Regions from separate parts of the Rattus norvegicus genome. Here region 1 is linked to region 2. Evidence: chromatin contacts called from public Hi-C data. All regions are on one chromosome and are shown on one strand. Each heading gives the region's core, a stretch centred on a gene start, on an enhancer-like site or on the middle of the called end of the contact. The rest is flanking DNA. Distances are from core to core; before and after follow the strand shown.

Region 1 (2,700 bases), core at 163-2,662, 350 kb after region 2:
CTTTTTTTTTTTTTGGTTCTTTTTTTTTCGGAGCTGGGGACCGAACCCAGGGCCTTGCGCTTCCTAGGCAAGCGCTCTACCACTGAGCTAAATCCCCAACCCCTTTAATTGTACTTTTATATAGTGTGTTTTGTTTCTGGAAATTAATGTCTCTGGAAATGAATGGTTAGATCCAATGGTTAGAGGACTTGGGGGTCTACCTCTAAAATAGGAATATAATCTAAAAAAGGATTTTTTAAAGAATTTATGTCTCTTCGTGTGTGTATCCGTTGTGTGCAGGAGAGTGCAGATCCTCAAGGAATCCAGATGTTTCAGATTCTCTGGAGCTGGAACTAAAGGTGGTGATGCATTCAAGCCATGCCTTAAATCTTATTAATTTAAAGAAGAGTAAGGAAAACTCAAGACTGGTAAGATCATTTCACTATCGGTCTCTGCGGGTTTCTGTACAAATCCATCAGGAACAAGTGCGATTTTGAGATCCTTTAGAGTCTGCTTTTTAAAGCGATTCCTATTCTTTTTTTTTTTTAAACATTTATTTATTATGTATACATCAGCTTTCTGCCTGCATGTATGCCTGCAGGCCAGAAGAGGGCACCAGACCTGATTATAGATGGTTGTGAGCCACCATGTGGTTGCTGGGAATTGAACTTAGGACCTCTGGAAGAGCAGACAGTGCTCTTAACCTCTGAGCCATCTCTCCAGCCCGCGATTCCTATTCTTAAACATCTTTATTTTTAGGTGTATGCATGTTTCACCTATATGTGCACCGCGTGCATGGAGCCAAAGTCGGGAGTTTGATCCCATGGGCGTTAAACAACCTCTCACCTAAAACCCTCGTTGAAGGAATGTTCCACCACTTCCTGAATTTGACTGAATCTCCTGACTTGAGCACTTCCCTTCATAGGTTTCTCTTTGCTATTTTTATTTCACTTACTTCTCCATTAAAGACTGGCTCCATCAAAGTAAATATTGGGCATCATTTTGGGTCTTGCCATCACCCCGGGTGACTTTCTAGAACTTCTTTTTCCTCATTCTGGTTTTGCTGACCCTCGAATCTGTTGTACTTGTGCCATCTTTCAGCACTGACCGCTGCTTCAGGTCCTCCACTCCTCATCTCAATTTCTTCCTTCTGGAAGACTTTGTGCTCGACGAGCTTGACTCCCTAAGCGACAACTCTGGGCATCGCCATCATTCCTAAGAAGCTCTGGTTAAACAGATGAGCCTTCCATTCAAATCTGCAGCGGGACATCTCTACTCGCTATGTGTACCGATCACGTGTTTACGGAGGCACACACCCCCTAGGCTGACCCCGGAAGGCGCTTTCATTTTTCCATCCTCCTGCGTCTGCAGGCTCCGTCCGTGGCTGGAACAAGGTTTGGACACAGGCTCCGCCTGCGCAGGGCGTGTCCCTCGGGGCGTGGCGCGCCGGAGCGACGCGAGCAGGCGAGGGCCGACGTACCGTACGTGCCTCTGCCGCGGTCCGGGGGCTGCGGGCCGCACCGCCGCCCTCTCGGAGGCGGGCCCGGGCAGACGGCGGCGGCCATGTTTGTGGCGCGCAGCATCGCGGCGGACCACAAGGACCTCATCCACGATGTGTCTTTCGACTTCCACGGGCGCCGGATGGCCACCTGTTCCAGCGACCAGAGCGTCAAGGTGCGCGCGGCAAGCTCGACTACCCAGGGCCGGGCACAGAGGGGAGGGAGGCGGCACAGAAGGGACTAACTCTGACCGAGGCGTGCGAGACACAAAGCCGCGGACGCCGCCACGCCGGAAGCGGCGAGAGCCCTCCCCGTCGGCGGATTGTGGGGTCACGGCCGCCCGCGCTCGGGGCGTTTTCCTACCGCGCCTGCGCGGGGCGGCTCTCTGCCTCGGGGCACTGAGCGCACGCGCACGCTGGGTCTGCGGAGTGGGTCGCGGCTGTAGTCTAACGCGTTTGGCCTTCTCGTGGGGATGTGTGTCTCATTTCAGTGGGCCTCGCCTGTATTCCTTTGCCCAGGACGCATGGGATTCCTTGAAGGGATATTATTATTATTACATGCCAGTTACACACACACGTTTTCTAGACCTGGCAGTAGCCCTCCAGTCTCAGTTTCAGCCATGCTGGGGTTACGAGTATGAACTCCTTCACGACGCCAGAATAGCTGAACACCAGCTTTTAATTCTTGTTCGTGTTCAAGTGGCCTCTGAAGGTGGTTATCACAAGTGTCCGTTGAATATGCTCCGATGTACTTTTTTGGAAACAGAGTCTCAGTTCTGTAGCCCTGATGATCTGCCTGCCTCTGCCGAGAGTGATATGATTAAAGATGGGAGCCACCAGGAACGACTCCATTGCCCTAACCCCACAATTTTAAAGACTTATTCGTGTGAGTGTTGTGTCTGCGTGTGTGAATGTGCACTGCCCGGCGTCTCTGCAGGTCGATAGAGGGAGTTCAGATTGTGATCCTTCTTGTTGGGAGGACTGCGCCTGGTTCCTTGGTTGGCCAACGAGCACAGCTGATCTAGGTAGCAGACATCAAGTTATAGTCTTTGGGAATGGTATTTACTAAGATAAATATGGCAATCTTGGGAGAGGACGTAATTCTGCATTGCAAAACTTACGTGCATATACACTACCAAGACAAGCAGTGAAGGCTACCAAACTACCTTGAGCTTTCCCAGCTTGGCCTCAGGACTGCTCTGTTCACACTGTTGGAAGTAGGC
Region 2 (2,700 bases), core at 146-2,645:
TCAAGGCCAACCTCAGCATGAGGAATGTTTGAGGTCAATTTAGGGGTTTCTTGTTGTTTCCTGTGTGGGGAAGAGTGGGTTGGGTTGGGTTTTGGTCACTGTTCATTGAGTGTTAGGATGTAAAGTCTACTTACTAACGGTTTACGACCACATTAGGTACTGAAACAATCTAGAAATGAGCGGATAAGCGAAGAGCCAGCATGATTAGGAGGATCGGGTGGGAGATCCTGGAGGCTAGCCTGGGCTATACAGTAAGACCTCATCTCAAAAATCCCCAAACAAAACATAAACAAACCAAAGCCCATAGGAGGGCATGCATCCTTTAAGTTTGGTAAGGGTCCATGCATTAATCCCCTCCAGAAACTGAAAGGCTGCTGTATTATTACCTCTAGCTTCTAAGTGAAGAGGCTAGACTAATCACCTCAAAGACGCTGGACAGTAAGTTGTCTAGCCAGGTTCAAGCAACCAATCACATTTCTCAACCGCCATGCTATGTACCTCCGGGTAAAACCTATGCTGGACTGGCACACAGCAAGAAGCTGTGTCATGGTCCTGCCAACACAACACAACATCACTTCAATAAAAGGTACTAGGTAGTTAGTGTGTGGCCCTACAAGAGCAGCGAAGCCTCCGGATAGGCGCTGTTATGCAACTAAATACATAGGCCCTAACCTGAACTATATATATATATATATATATATATATATATATATATATATATATATATATATATATATGAATGACACCAGTGGCATTTGTATTCCGGATGCCAGCAACGGCCCTCCAAATTCAACAGATGTTCGGAAAGGGAAGTTCCACAGCCCTCTCTCTCCCCTCCAGCTCGCCGGTGCAGTCCACTCGACTGTCCTTTTCCAGTGGCACGAAAGCCAACGAGACCACGGCAGCGAGTAGCAAAGCAGAGGCGTGACCTTCCCGGGCTCAGAGCGCCACTCACCACAGCGCGGTCCACAGGGCCCCGGGGTCAGGAGAAATACCACCCACGGGGACCAGGAGACTCAGGCCGTCACGCGTCCCCGGCCGGTGACCTTGACACCTGCGCCCTAGCCGGAAGCTGGCCGGAGGGAGCAGCAGCGACGCGGGACTCACCGTACGGAGGCAGGGCCGCCGGCCGGGACCCAGGCAGCCGCTGGGCACGAGCAGGGGAGGAAGGCCGCGACGGCAGCCGCCCCGACCCCACAGCAGCAGGCAGCGGTGAGCCATGATGGGCCCGGCCCGCTCCGGGGCGCGCGCAGGGACCGAGCCAAAGCCGGCGGTCGGCAACCCTCAGCTTCCGCAACTTATCCGGGAGCTGCGCGCCACCGGCGCAGGAGACCCGCGGCAGAACGCGAACCCACGCTCCACGCGCGCTCGTCAGGCCCCGCCCCAGCGTGCGGACGTCGACGTGCCCTCCAGGCGGCGGACCACGCTCTCGGGTAGGGAAGGGGTAGGACTGGAGGCCGGAGTAAAGGAAGAGTGGAGCGGGGGTGAAGGGCGTGGCCTACTAAAGAACTGGAGGGGCGTGGTTGGGTGAGCCCAAAGGAGGCGGGTCAGAGGAGAAATAGTTGATGGCGGGGCTGGGCGGGGCTGGGGCGGAGTTGGAAGACTGTGGTGGGGAGGGGCTGGCGGTGGTAGCAAATGAGAGCTTTGGAGGCGAGGTCAAGGCGGGGTAAAGCTGGTGCGAAGGGCAGTGTGGAGGCGGGCAGGAGGCGGGGCCTAAAGAGGATCGGCACAGGAGAGGCGGGTCTGAGGGAGGGACCGAAGAAGGAAAGCAGGAGGGGCCAAATAAGGAGAGCAAAGGTTCGAGGGCGGACCTTAAAGAGTTGACCCGAGGCTCTATGGAAAAGGACCATTTTTCATTCAGGACTAGAGACCACTGGTCTTGTTTGACATTTTAGCATTCATCTCTGACTACTTACCGAGTAGTTAACTGATTGCTCACTGACGGGCATGAGGCAAGTTCCGCAAAGGCCAAGACATCTACTTACTTATTTTCTCCTGGTGCTATTTGGGACAGGCTCATAGCTCTGGCTGTCCTCAAACACTACTGTGAACTGAGGTTGTGTTAAAGATTCTGCAATGCTGAGTGACTGGTCAGAACTACCTGATCGTGAAGAGTTGGGGTGTTGCAAAACCAGAGCCAAATTGTCTCGGGCTGTGTTTAGTCCCTTTAATAACCCCAAGCATTATTCATCCTCGTGTCTAACCCAGCATCACAATGACTAAACTAAACCTAGTTGATATTTATAGAAAATTTCCACATGACTTGCATGTGTGAATGCCTAAGTTCAATTCCCAGCACCACAGACAAGGACAGAAAAAGAAATTTCCTGGGCACAGTATTTTCAGGTTTATTTACCCAGACAACCATGAATCATAAGTAGTGAGACCCTACAATGTATACTTGCTAGCCACAACAGAACCAAACCAGAAATCGGGATCAGAGAAAGACCAACAGTGGGGCTGGGTGATGACTCAGTGACAGGTTTCCATAAAGAAGGCTCATAGTTGTTCCTTTGGGTCTAACCTTCCCTTCGACTTTCTCTTCACTACTATACCCTTTTGCCCCAATCTCCCCTTCCACGTTGCTCTACTGTCTGCACCACCACCTTCCCTCAAAGCCTTTTTTTGTCCAGTTTCATGGCTGCCTTTCTGGATTCCTAGCCTTAACCCTTGTTTACTTCCAGAATATTTCACAGAGAC

The links. Hi-C and Micro-C count contacts between places; a contact is called where the count stands out from the background.
Region 1: a contact with region 2 is called in a Hi-C map of liver, with 2.9 times the contacts expected there. The contact joins the promoter of Seh1l here to the promoter of Afg3l2 in region 2. A contact is called at or near these places in 7 of 12 Hi-C or Micro-C datasets (Schwann cells, frontal cortex, kidney and 3 more).

What each region holds. Positions count from the first base shown.
Region 1 is chr18:63,615,463-63,618,162 of GRCr8, forward strand. Seh1l (SEH1-like nucleoporin) reads left to right here and starts at 1,413. Exons shown (of 9, transcript NM_001394994.1): 1 at 1,413-1,653. The coding sequence starts at 1,543.
Region 2 is chr18:63,267,605-63,270,304 of GRCr8, forward strand. Afg3l2 (AFG3 like matrix AAA peptidase subunit 2) reads right to left here and starts at 1,396. Exons shown (of 17, transcript NM_001134864.1): 1 at 1,108-1,396. The coding sequence starts at 1,221. It also overlaps a transcript of Prelid3a not described here and the pseudogene LOC134482954.